Regions from separate parts of the Oryctolagus cuniculus genome. Here region 2 is linked to region 1. The links are chromatin contacts, called in public Micro-C maps. All regions are on one chromosome and are shown on one strand. Each heading gives the region's core, a stretch centred on a gene start, on an enhancer-like site or on the middle of the called end of the contact. The rest is flanking DNA. Distances are from core to core; before and after follow the strand shown. Region 1 holds the start of BECN1 (beclin 1). Region 2 has its middle 10 kb from the start of RETREG3.

Evidence for each region. A called contact is a pair of places that touch in the nucleus more often than the background predicts.
Region 2: a Micro-C map of ear pinna shows a contact between it and region 1, with 9 times the contacts expected there. The contact joins the enhancer-like site here to the promoter of BECN1 in region 1. A contact is called at or near these places in 2 of 6 Hi-C or Micro-C datasets (ear pinna and an unstated tissue).

What each region holds. Positions count from the first base shown.
Region 1 is chr17:20,090,669-20,095,369 of mOryCun1.1, reverse strand. It overlaps BECN1 (beclin 1), which reads right to left and starts at 1,401. Exons shown (of 12, transcript XM_070060660.1): 1 at 1,241-1,401; 2 at 842-970. The coding sequence starts at 968.
Region 2 is chr17:20,262,988-20,268,060 of mOryCun1.1, reverse strand. No RefSeq gene overlaps it. Among named protein-coding and RNA genes, the nearest start is that of RETREG3, 10 kb to the left of the region's middle. Within about 2 kb of position 1,625, at least 2 of the 8 cell types and tissues checked have an H3K27ac peak or open chromatin away from gene starts, as enhancers often do.

The sequences.
Region 1 (4,701 bases), core at 152-2,651:
GGGCCCGCGGGTGACGCACCAAGTTAAGTGTGATGCTGGCATCCCATATGGGTGCTGGCTCGGGTCCCAGCTGCTCTGCTCACAATCCCGCTCCCTGCTGACGCACCTGGGAAAGCAGCAGAAAATGGCCCCAGTGATCCCCTGCCACCCACTAGGGAAACTGGGATGGAGTTCCCGGCGTCAGCCTGGCGTTCCTAGGGGTCATCTGTGGAGTGAACCAATGGATGGAAGATATCTCTCTGTGTAACTCTGCCTTCCAAATACATATAATAAAATCTTAAAAAAAAAAAAAAAAAAAAAAAAAAAAACACCTCAAACAGGCTGACTCCAGACCCAAAGCTTACTCAAGCTGCCCTTCTGTCTTCTTCTTGAACCTCACCCCACTTCCTGGGACTCAAACTCTGCTCCTCCACTCAGCTGCGGGGCCTCGGGTAAGTTACTTAACCTCTCTGAGTCTCGATTCTCATCTGTAAAATGATGTGATGATGCTAGGACTGTATAGGGAGGGGGAAGGCACTTGGACAGTCAACAAATGCTGCTTATTGTAACACACACACGCACACACACATATGCACGTGTGTGTGTGCTCATCCCCTTCCTTCCACACAGCAGGAGCAGAAAAATAGAAATTGGCTTTGCTACAGAAAGCTCTGCGAAGCACAATGTCAGAATTCCTTGACGTTCGCAGCGAGCAAACAGGGAGCGGGAGAAATGCAGCGAGCTTCCCAGGTTCACCTGGCGAGCCTGACAGATCCCACCGACAGCCACCACAAGACCTACAGCTTCCAAGCTGCCCACTTGCCACGTTCTTGGCCACCCTCTTTGCAGGGATCTCGCTGACCTGTGAGCTCCTGGATGGTGACCCGGTCCAGGATCTTGAAGCTCGTGTCCAGCTTGAGGGGCTGGCTGCAGCGCTGGCACACGAAGCTCACCTGCATGGTGCTGCTGGGCGTCTTGGACCCCTCCATCCCTGCGGCGGTGGAGACGAGGCGACGTTAGGCAGAACCGGCACCCCTAACCTCCGGCCCGGGGCTACTACCTGCCTTGGTGGTGGTGACGGGGGAAAACTCTGGTCCGCTCCGAGCCCTCTAGGAGCGGTACGATACCAGGCGGACCTGCTTCCGGGGCAGCCCAGGCAAAGCCAGTTAGAACCCAGGGTCAGGGAAGGGGCTGTAACAGGGACCATCACGGTTCCAAGGTCCCCTTGTAAGGTACCAGTTCAGTCCCCAACGCTCTTCACCTCGGGGCCCTAGAGCCGGCCACTCAGGTTCGGTCTATCGCGGGGGCACCGTATCCTCCGGTCGGCCTCGGAACGAGGCCTCCAGAATCGCCATCGCCCAAACTTTAGCTACTTCCCGGTCCGCCGGCGGAGGACTTCCGCCCGTGACCGGACGTGACGTCACGACAACCGCCGCCAGTCCTGGTCCGTGGGCTGCGGTGTGCGGCCCCCCAGCGGCTGAGCGGGGAACGGCAGGCGGCCTGGCCGCGTGTGCTGAAGGGCAGTCCCCAATGTCGGGACAGTGAGGGTGCCGGCCTTGCAGCCTGAGGCGTAAGCCGCTGCGCCACACGCCGGCCCCAGCAGAGGCATTTCACAACTTTATTGAAGTATAATCTGTATACCAGGAGATTCACCCCTTTTAAGTGTGCAGTTCTATGACTTTTGGTTTTGCAGTCAACATAACTTTTAGAACATTTTCTGTCACGCATGCACCTCTCTATGGTTAGTTCTCATTTCCAGCCCCGAAAGGGGGCCTCTACTAATTTACTGTCTCGATAAATTTGCCTTTTCCAAACATTCATTGCAATGAAATCATACAATAGGCAGTATTTTGTGTCTGGCTTCTTTCACTTATCATATCATTTTTATTTTAATGATTTGTTTTGGGAAAGGCAGAGTTACAGAGAACTCTGGTTCACTCCCCAAATGGCCACAATGGCCAGGCTGAAGCAGAGAGCCTGGAACTCCTCCTGGGTCTCCCCTGTGGGTGGGAGGGGCCCAAGCACTTGAGCCACCTTCCAAAGCTTTCTCTGGTAAATTCAGGGGGAGGGGGAGGGGAATGGGGAGGGGGAAGGGGAACTGGATTGGAAGTGGAGTCGTCTGTGCTTGAACTGGTGCCTATAGGGGATGCCGGCATCACAGGTGTGGCTTAACCCACGGCACCACAACACTGGCCCATTATTTTATCTTTTTTTTTAAAAAAAAGATTTATTTATTTGAAAGTCAGAGTTACACAGAGAGAAGGAGAGGCAGAGAGAGGTCTTCCATCCTCTGGTTCATTCCCCAATTGGCTGCAATGGCTGGAGCTATGCCGCTCCAAAGCCAGGAACCAGGAGCTTCTTCCAGGTCTCCCACACGGGTGCAGGGGCCCAAGGACTTGGGCCATCCTCTACTGCTTTCCCAGGCCATAGCACAGAGTTGGATCAGAAGTGGAGCAGCTGGGACTCGAACTGGTGCCCATATGGGATGCTGGCACCGCAGGCAGCAGCTTTACCCACTATGCCACAGTGCCGGCCCCAATATTGTATGTTTTTTAAAGATTTATTTATTTGAAAGAGAGACGAGGGGAGGGTGGGAGGGACAGAGAGAGGTCTTTCACATATCGTTTCCTTCTCAAATAGCTGCAAAAGCCAGGGCTGAGCCAGAGCAGTGCCAGGATGCTGCAGCTCCTTCTGGGGCTCCTGTACAGGCCCAAGCACTCGGCCATCATCTGCTGCTCCCTGGGTGCATTAGCAGGAAGCTGAATCAGGAGGGCAGCCAGGATTCAAGCTTGCACTCCGATGTGGGATGAGTGTAGCAAGCAGTGGCTTAACCCACTGTGCCACAATGCCAGGCCCTGAAATGTTCGCTTATTTATTTATATATTTAGAATGACAGAGAGAGATCTTCCACGTCCTGGTTTGTTCCCCAAATGCTCACAACAGCCAGGCCTGGACCAGGCCGAAGTCAGGGACTCAGAACTCAACCCAGGTCTCCCATGTGGGTGGCAGGGACCCAAGTACTTGAGCCGTCACCTGCCGCCTCTCAGGGTGTGCACTGGTGGAAAGCTGGATTGGAAGCCCAGAGTCCCCAGGACTTGACTCGGGTACTCTGATAGGGATGGGGGTGTCCCGAGCAGCGTCTTAACTGCCACACCAAATGCCTACCCATCCTGTTGTCTGGGATGTATGTGATCCCCTTACGTGCGTGGAACCAGATCCATCTCCTGGTACTGCTTGTTAGAGAGCGCCTTCCTCTTGGATCCTGCGGCCTGAGACTCCCTCTAGAGGAGGTGAGTGGAATCACGCCCGGAGAGTTCTCACCTAGGCCTCTTGGTGGTCTCCCATTCTTCCCGCTTGCCGCCTCAGAAAGGCACAGCGAGGTAATGGGCTCCCAGAGAGGCGGTGCTTGTAGCGGGTCCAGGGTCTGCGAATCTAGACTGCTTGGGTTTTAAACAGATCTTTGCCATTCACCACCCATGGCCTTGCCCAAGTTATACAACCGCTCAGTGCCTTGTTTTCTCTTTCACAGAATGAGAGCAGAGCGGGAGAGTGTATATGTGTATATCAGCTCTAGCAGTGTGCTGGTGAAGTCGGCTAATCCTCGTGCTGCACAGAGCGGACGCTGGCACACCCGGGGAGCACGTGACGGTGGAGGAGTGCGGATAATCCACAGCACGTCTTAACTCACTGCTCCAGCAGATGCAGCAGACCTGCTCCGTGTCAGCTGCTGTTCCAGGTCGGGGGCCACATCAGTGAACGACTTAATGTTTTATAGCCTAGAGGAGACGATTTGACAGTAAGCACATAAATAAGATCTTTTCAGATTTTCAGGTTCTGCTGTATCCTCTTCAAAGACGATGAAGTCCTAACCCCCGAAATTGGGTGGGGGGGTGCTTTGCAGGTGATCAGATTACTGAGGTTATCAGAATGGGTCCCAAACTTTTAAAAGGTGCCATCTGGACACAGGGACAGATGTGCACAGAGGCTGATGTGAAGAAATGCAGCACCAGCACTAGGTCTAGGAGACAGGCTGGAGGAGATTTCTCCCAGCACCATCAGAGAGAACGTGGTCCCACTGATACCTTGGGGAAGAACAAGAAAATAACAGCTATGTGGGAGAATCAAGAATTCCAATTTGGCCACAAGAAATTTGAACTGTCCATTAGGTATCCAAGTGGAGACATCAAGTAGACAGTTGGAGTTCAGTGATGTTGGGACTGCAGATAAAAATTGGGATCCCTCAGCATGTAGATGACTTTTTAAAAAGATTTATTTATTTATCTGAAAGTCAGAGTTACACACAGAGAGAAGGGAAGGCAGAGAGAAAGAGAGAGGTCTTCCATCCACTGGTACACTCCCCAATTGGCCGCAACAGCTGGAGCTGCATCGACCCGAAGCCAGGAGCCAGGAGTTTCTTCTGGGTCCCCTACGTGAGTGCAGAGGCCCAATGACTTGGGCCATCCTCCACTGCTTTCCCAGGCCATAGCAGAGAGCTGTACTGGAAGTGGAACAGCCAGGTCTCGAACCGGCGCCAATATGGGATGCCGGCACTGCAGGCGGCGGCTTTACCCGCTACGACACAGTGCTGGCCCCAGTTTTAAAGTTATGAATAGAGTGTAAGATCTCTTAGAAAGTATAAACAGAGTCCTGCTTATACTTGATGACGCCATCATCAAGAAGAGAAACAGAGAAGAAACAGCCGGCTAAGGAGACGGAGAAGTC
Region 2 (5,073 bases), core at 376-2,875, 170 kb before region 1:
ATCACATGGGTGCCAGTTTGAGTCCCAGCTGCCCCACTTCTAATCCAGCTCTCTGCTAATGCACCCGGGGAAGCAGCAGAAATTTGCCCCAACTGTTTGGGCCCCTGCCACCAGGGAGACCTGGATGAAGCTCCTGGTTCCTAGTTTCAGCCTGGCCCAGCCCTAGCTGTTCTGGCCATTGGGGAGCGAACCGGCAGATGGAAAATCCTCCCTCCCTCCCTCTCCCTCTCCCTCTCCCTCTCCCTCTCCCTCTCCCTCTCCCTCTCCCTCTCCCTCTCCCTCTCCCTCTCCCTCTCTTTCTCTTTCTCTCTCTCTCTGCCTCTCCTCTATAACCCTTTCAAATAATAAATAGAATCTTATAAAACTAAGCAGGGAAACAGGCTGGGAATGGTCAGATTACTAAGTGACCTAACTAGTCAACGGCAGAGCTGGATTTAAACCCTGGTTTGATTGAGTGGTGTCTGTGTCTCTAACCATTGCACTTTCCTGCCTTTTGTGATGCAGGCTGCTGTAGAATTGTCCCATTTTTGAGGATTCTTGGAGCCACTGCAGAGTTCAGGGACTGTAGGAACCTTGAACCCCTGTGCAGAGAGTTCAGCACCTGGAGCGGCGGTGGGGAGTGTCCCCATCACCCAGGTCAGGGCAACTGGCATCCTGTACCCACACTCCAGATGTCGGGGCACCAGGCCCCAGTGGGGTCAGGAGGAGCCGGCCTGTCGGGGTTTAGTGTGAAGGTGAAGCAGGGTCCAGGGACATTTCTGCTATTCTTCCTACAGCTGAGGAGCACTGAGCACCTGGGCAAGTGGTGATTTTTCCCCTTTTACATCAGAAAGCGCCCTTGGTCATACTGGCCTGGACGTACTCTGCCTCCCATGAGCCCATTTATCTTTTTAAAATTAACTGACTCATTTTATTAAGTTTACTTACTTAAAAGCAGAGTGACACAGACACAGACACAGAGATCTTCCACCCAGTGGTTCACCACCCAATGACCACTACATCCTGGCTGGGCCAGGCCTAAGCCAGGAGTCGGAAATTCCACCTGGGTCTCCCTGTGGGTGGCAGGCACCCAAGGATTTGGGCCATTATCCGTTGCTCTCCCTGGGCACATTAGCAGGGAGCTGGATCAGAAGTAGAGCAGCAGGGATCTGGACCAGCACTCAGAGGGCTTGCCAGCACTGTGGGCAGCAGCTTAATGCACTGCACCACAACGCCGGCCCCGAGGGCATGTATTTCTAAGAAAGCTGTGCATCCAGGCCAGCCCCCAGTGAACAGGGGGCTCTTGCAGGACTGCTGAGCCAAGAACAGGCAGCCAGAGCGAGGCCCCCAGCCCCGTGAGAAGTGATAGGGAGGCCACAAGCCTGTCACTGTCAGTGCCAGGGCGGCAGGGGCTGACTTGGGGAGAGCCAGGTGGGTCAGAGTTAACCAGCTGCCGGTCCTCCCAGGAGGGCATCTGTGACAGCCAGTGTGCACCTGGTACCCTCTCAGGGCCGCCCTGCCTCACAGCTCTCCCGTCACTGCCCCGCTCTGATGACCAGCTTTTCATCACTTGGGACATCCGCTCGCGTGGCTGGTGTTGAGCGGGGCGTCCTGGCCAGCCAGTGGAGCAGAGCTGCTGCGTGTGAGCAGCCAGCTGGACCACCTCCAGGCCACAGCAATCCCAGGGCCCGCCTCGGCAGGATCCAGTTCAACAGAGCGCAGAGCCCCAGGCAGGCACCCCAGGTGGTCCCGAGTAGAACAGTGAGACCTGGACGGTACCGCAGTCAAGACCCTGGGTCGGCAGGGCTGCCTCCTTTTCCTGCCTGAGTCCCAGCGACAGGCAGCCACTTCAGTGCCAGATTCGGGATCAGGCCCCTCCCCCAAGGCTATTTCCAGATCACCCATCCCCCAAGGCCAGAACAGCCCCTCCCTGTTCTTGGCCCGCTGTAAACCCCGGAGTGCGGGACCAGAGGGCAGCGCCAGGTCAGGTGGAAAGGGACGGAGGTCTCTGGGATTAGGGCAGGAGGTGGTGCTGGGAGCAACAGGCCCTGTAGTTTGAGACAGCACAGAAGTCACCATCCCCACGGAGACAGGGCTGCCACGGGGAAGCTGGAGAGAGGGCGAACGCCCAAGCCTGGGACAGGCACCTCTTCTGACTAAACCAGCAAGAGCAGGTTAGCATATAGAGGGGATGTTCCAGGGTGGGCAGTGGCCCAGCCACAGTTACCTGGGACACCTGCAGCCCATATCACAGAGCCTGGGTTTGAGTCCTGGCTCCGCTCCCAACCCCAGCTTCCTGCCTACGTGCACCCTGGGGGAGGCAGGGTTGATGGCTCCAGTTCCTGGGTCCCCGCCATCCAGGTGGGAGACCTGGAGATTGACTTCTGGGCTCCTGGCTTCAACCTGGCCTGGTTCTGGCTATTGCAGGCATGTAAGAGGTGAGCCAGCAGATGGCGCTCTACCTGTGTGTGTATGTCTCTGTTTCTCTGTCTCTCTGCCTTTCAAATGAACTCAATAATTTTCTAAAAAAATAATAAATGAAAAATAGGCCTTAAAAGTAAAAATAAAATAAAGGTAAAATTCCCAGAAAATTCCAATGGGTGTGACCTGGGATCCTGGAACATGCACAAGACAGGAGATCTACAGCAGGAGGCAAACTCCAAACATTGAGCTGTGTAAACAAATCTGAAACTTGTGGCCTGTAACTCGGGAAAGAGGAATGAGATGAGGCCAAGAGGTGACCAGCACACACCGGGGTCAGGAGCCATGGCGAGCAGGCACCGGCCAACGCGTGGGTTAGTCTGGTAAGCCTCGTCCGTGGTTTCCACCAGTCACAAACATTCTAGATCTTTCCAGAAATGAGTGCTCCCTACTCAGTGGAGTCAGTTACCAGCCAGCATAGAGTGCACCCCCCAGTAATGCCCCCTCCAATGCTCACTCCCTCCCAGTTACCGCACAGGTATTCTAAGCAGAAAGGGGGCTGGCCACACGACATTCTGATTACTAATCCGTCATTCAGAAGTTTTCAGTTAACTCCCTAGGGCCTGATCATCCCAGGCCCTGGTAGTTAGGTGAAGCCCCCAGGGGACCCAGTGGGAAACACCCTTCCGTTCTCTCACGCTAGCCTGGCCACAGAAGCTGGAGGAAGGCAGTTCTTCCCTCCTATCCCTCACCGAATTATTAATGGGGTAACCGCAATGGGGTAACCGCGGTTGCAACATGGAAAGTCCTGAGTCCCAAGGGCACTCCTAGATTTGGTTTTAAAACTGAAATTCTCTAATTCCCTCAGTTCTAGGTACACTGTGACAGTTGGTTTCCCAAGATTAAAGACCAACATAGATATTTTTATTAAAAAAAATTATTAATTTGTTTGTAATGCAGAGTTACAGAGAGAGAAAAGAGAAATATCTTCCATCTGCTGGTTCACTCCCCAGTTGGTTGCAACAGCCAGGGCTGGGCCAGGCTGAAGCCAGGAGCCAGGAGCTTCATCAGGGCCTCCCACATGGGTGCAGGCATACAAGTACTTGGGCCATCTTTTGTGCTTTCCCAGGTGCGTTAGCAGGGAGCTGGCTTAGAGATGGAGCAGCCAGAACACGAACTGGCACCCATATGGATGCTAGTATCACAAGTGGTGGCTTAGCCCACCATGCCATGCAATGGTATCAGCCCCAGTTAGGGAATCTTGAAATGGAGGCAGGCTTTAACCTCACAATTAAGACGCTAATTAATGGGGCCAGTGTTGTAGCATTGCAGGTAAACCGGCTGCCTGCAATGCTGGCTTCCTATATGGGCGCTGGTTCGTGTCCTGGCTGCTCCACTCACTTCTGATCCAGCTCCCTGCTAATGTACCTGGGAAAGCAGAAGATGGTGGCCCAACTGCTTGGGCCCCTGCTACCCATGTGGGAGACCTGGAAGAAGCACCAGGTCCAACCCTGGCTGTTGCGACCATCTGGGAAGTGAACCAGGGGATGGAAGATCTCTCTGTCTTTCTGTAATGCTTTCAAATAAATCAATAACTCTTTTAAAAATTTATTGATTTATTTGAAAGGCAGAGTTATAGAGAGGCAGAGGTAGAGAGAGAGAGGTCGTCCATCTGCAGGTTCACTCCCTAAATGGCTGCAATGGCCAGGACTGGGCCAATCCGAAGCCAGGAGCCTCCTCCAGGTCCTCCATGCAGACACAGTTCAGGAACAGAGTGGACAGGAAGAGAAAGAGGTATAGACGAAAGTAGAGAGACAGTGCCTCAGAACCCTGTCTAGAAAGAGAGGGAGAGGGAGAAGGAGAGGGAGAGGGAGAAGGAGAGGGAGAGGGGGAAGAGGGAGAGGAGGGAGAGGAGGGAGAGGAGGGAGGGGGGAGAGGGAGATGGAGAGGAGGGAGATGGAGAGGAGGGAGAGGGAGAGGAGGGAGAGAAGGGAGGGGGAGAGGGAGATGGAGATGGAGAGGAGGGAGAGGGAGAGGAGGGAGAGGAGGGAGAGGAGGGAGAGGGGGAGAGGGAGATGGAGAGGAGGGAGGGGGAGAGGGGGGAGAGGGAGATGGAGAGGAGGGAGAGGGAGAGGAGGGAGAGGGGGGAGAGGGAGATGGAGAGGAGGGAGGGGGAGAGGGGGGAGAGGAGGGAGAGGGAGAAGAGGGGGGAGAGGGAGAGGGGGAGAGGGGGTAGAGGAGGGAGAGGGGGAGAGGGGGGAGAGGAGGGAGAGGGGGGAGAAGGAGAGGAGGGAGAGGGGGAAGAGGGAGATGGAGAGGAGGGAGAGGAGGGAGAGGGAGAGGAGGGAGAGGGGGGAGAGGAGGGAGAGGAGGGAGAGGGGGGAGAGGAGGGAGAGGGGGGAGAGGAGGGAGAGGGGGGAGAGGAGGGAGAGGAGGGAGAGGGAGACGAGGGAGAGGGAGAGGGGGGAGAGGGAGAGGGGGGAGAGGAGGGAGAGGGGGGAGAGGGAGATGGAGAGGAGGGAGAGGAGGGAGAGGAGGGAGAAGGGGGAGGGGAGAGAGGGAGAGGGGGGAGAGGGAGAGTGGGGAGAGGGAGAGGGGGGAGAGGAGGGAGAGGAGAGGAGGGAGAGGAGGGAGAGGAGGGAGAGGAGGGAGAGGGAGAGGGAGAGGGAGAGG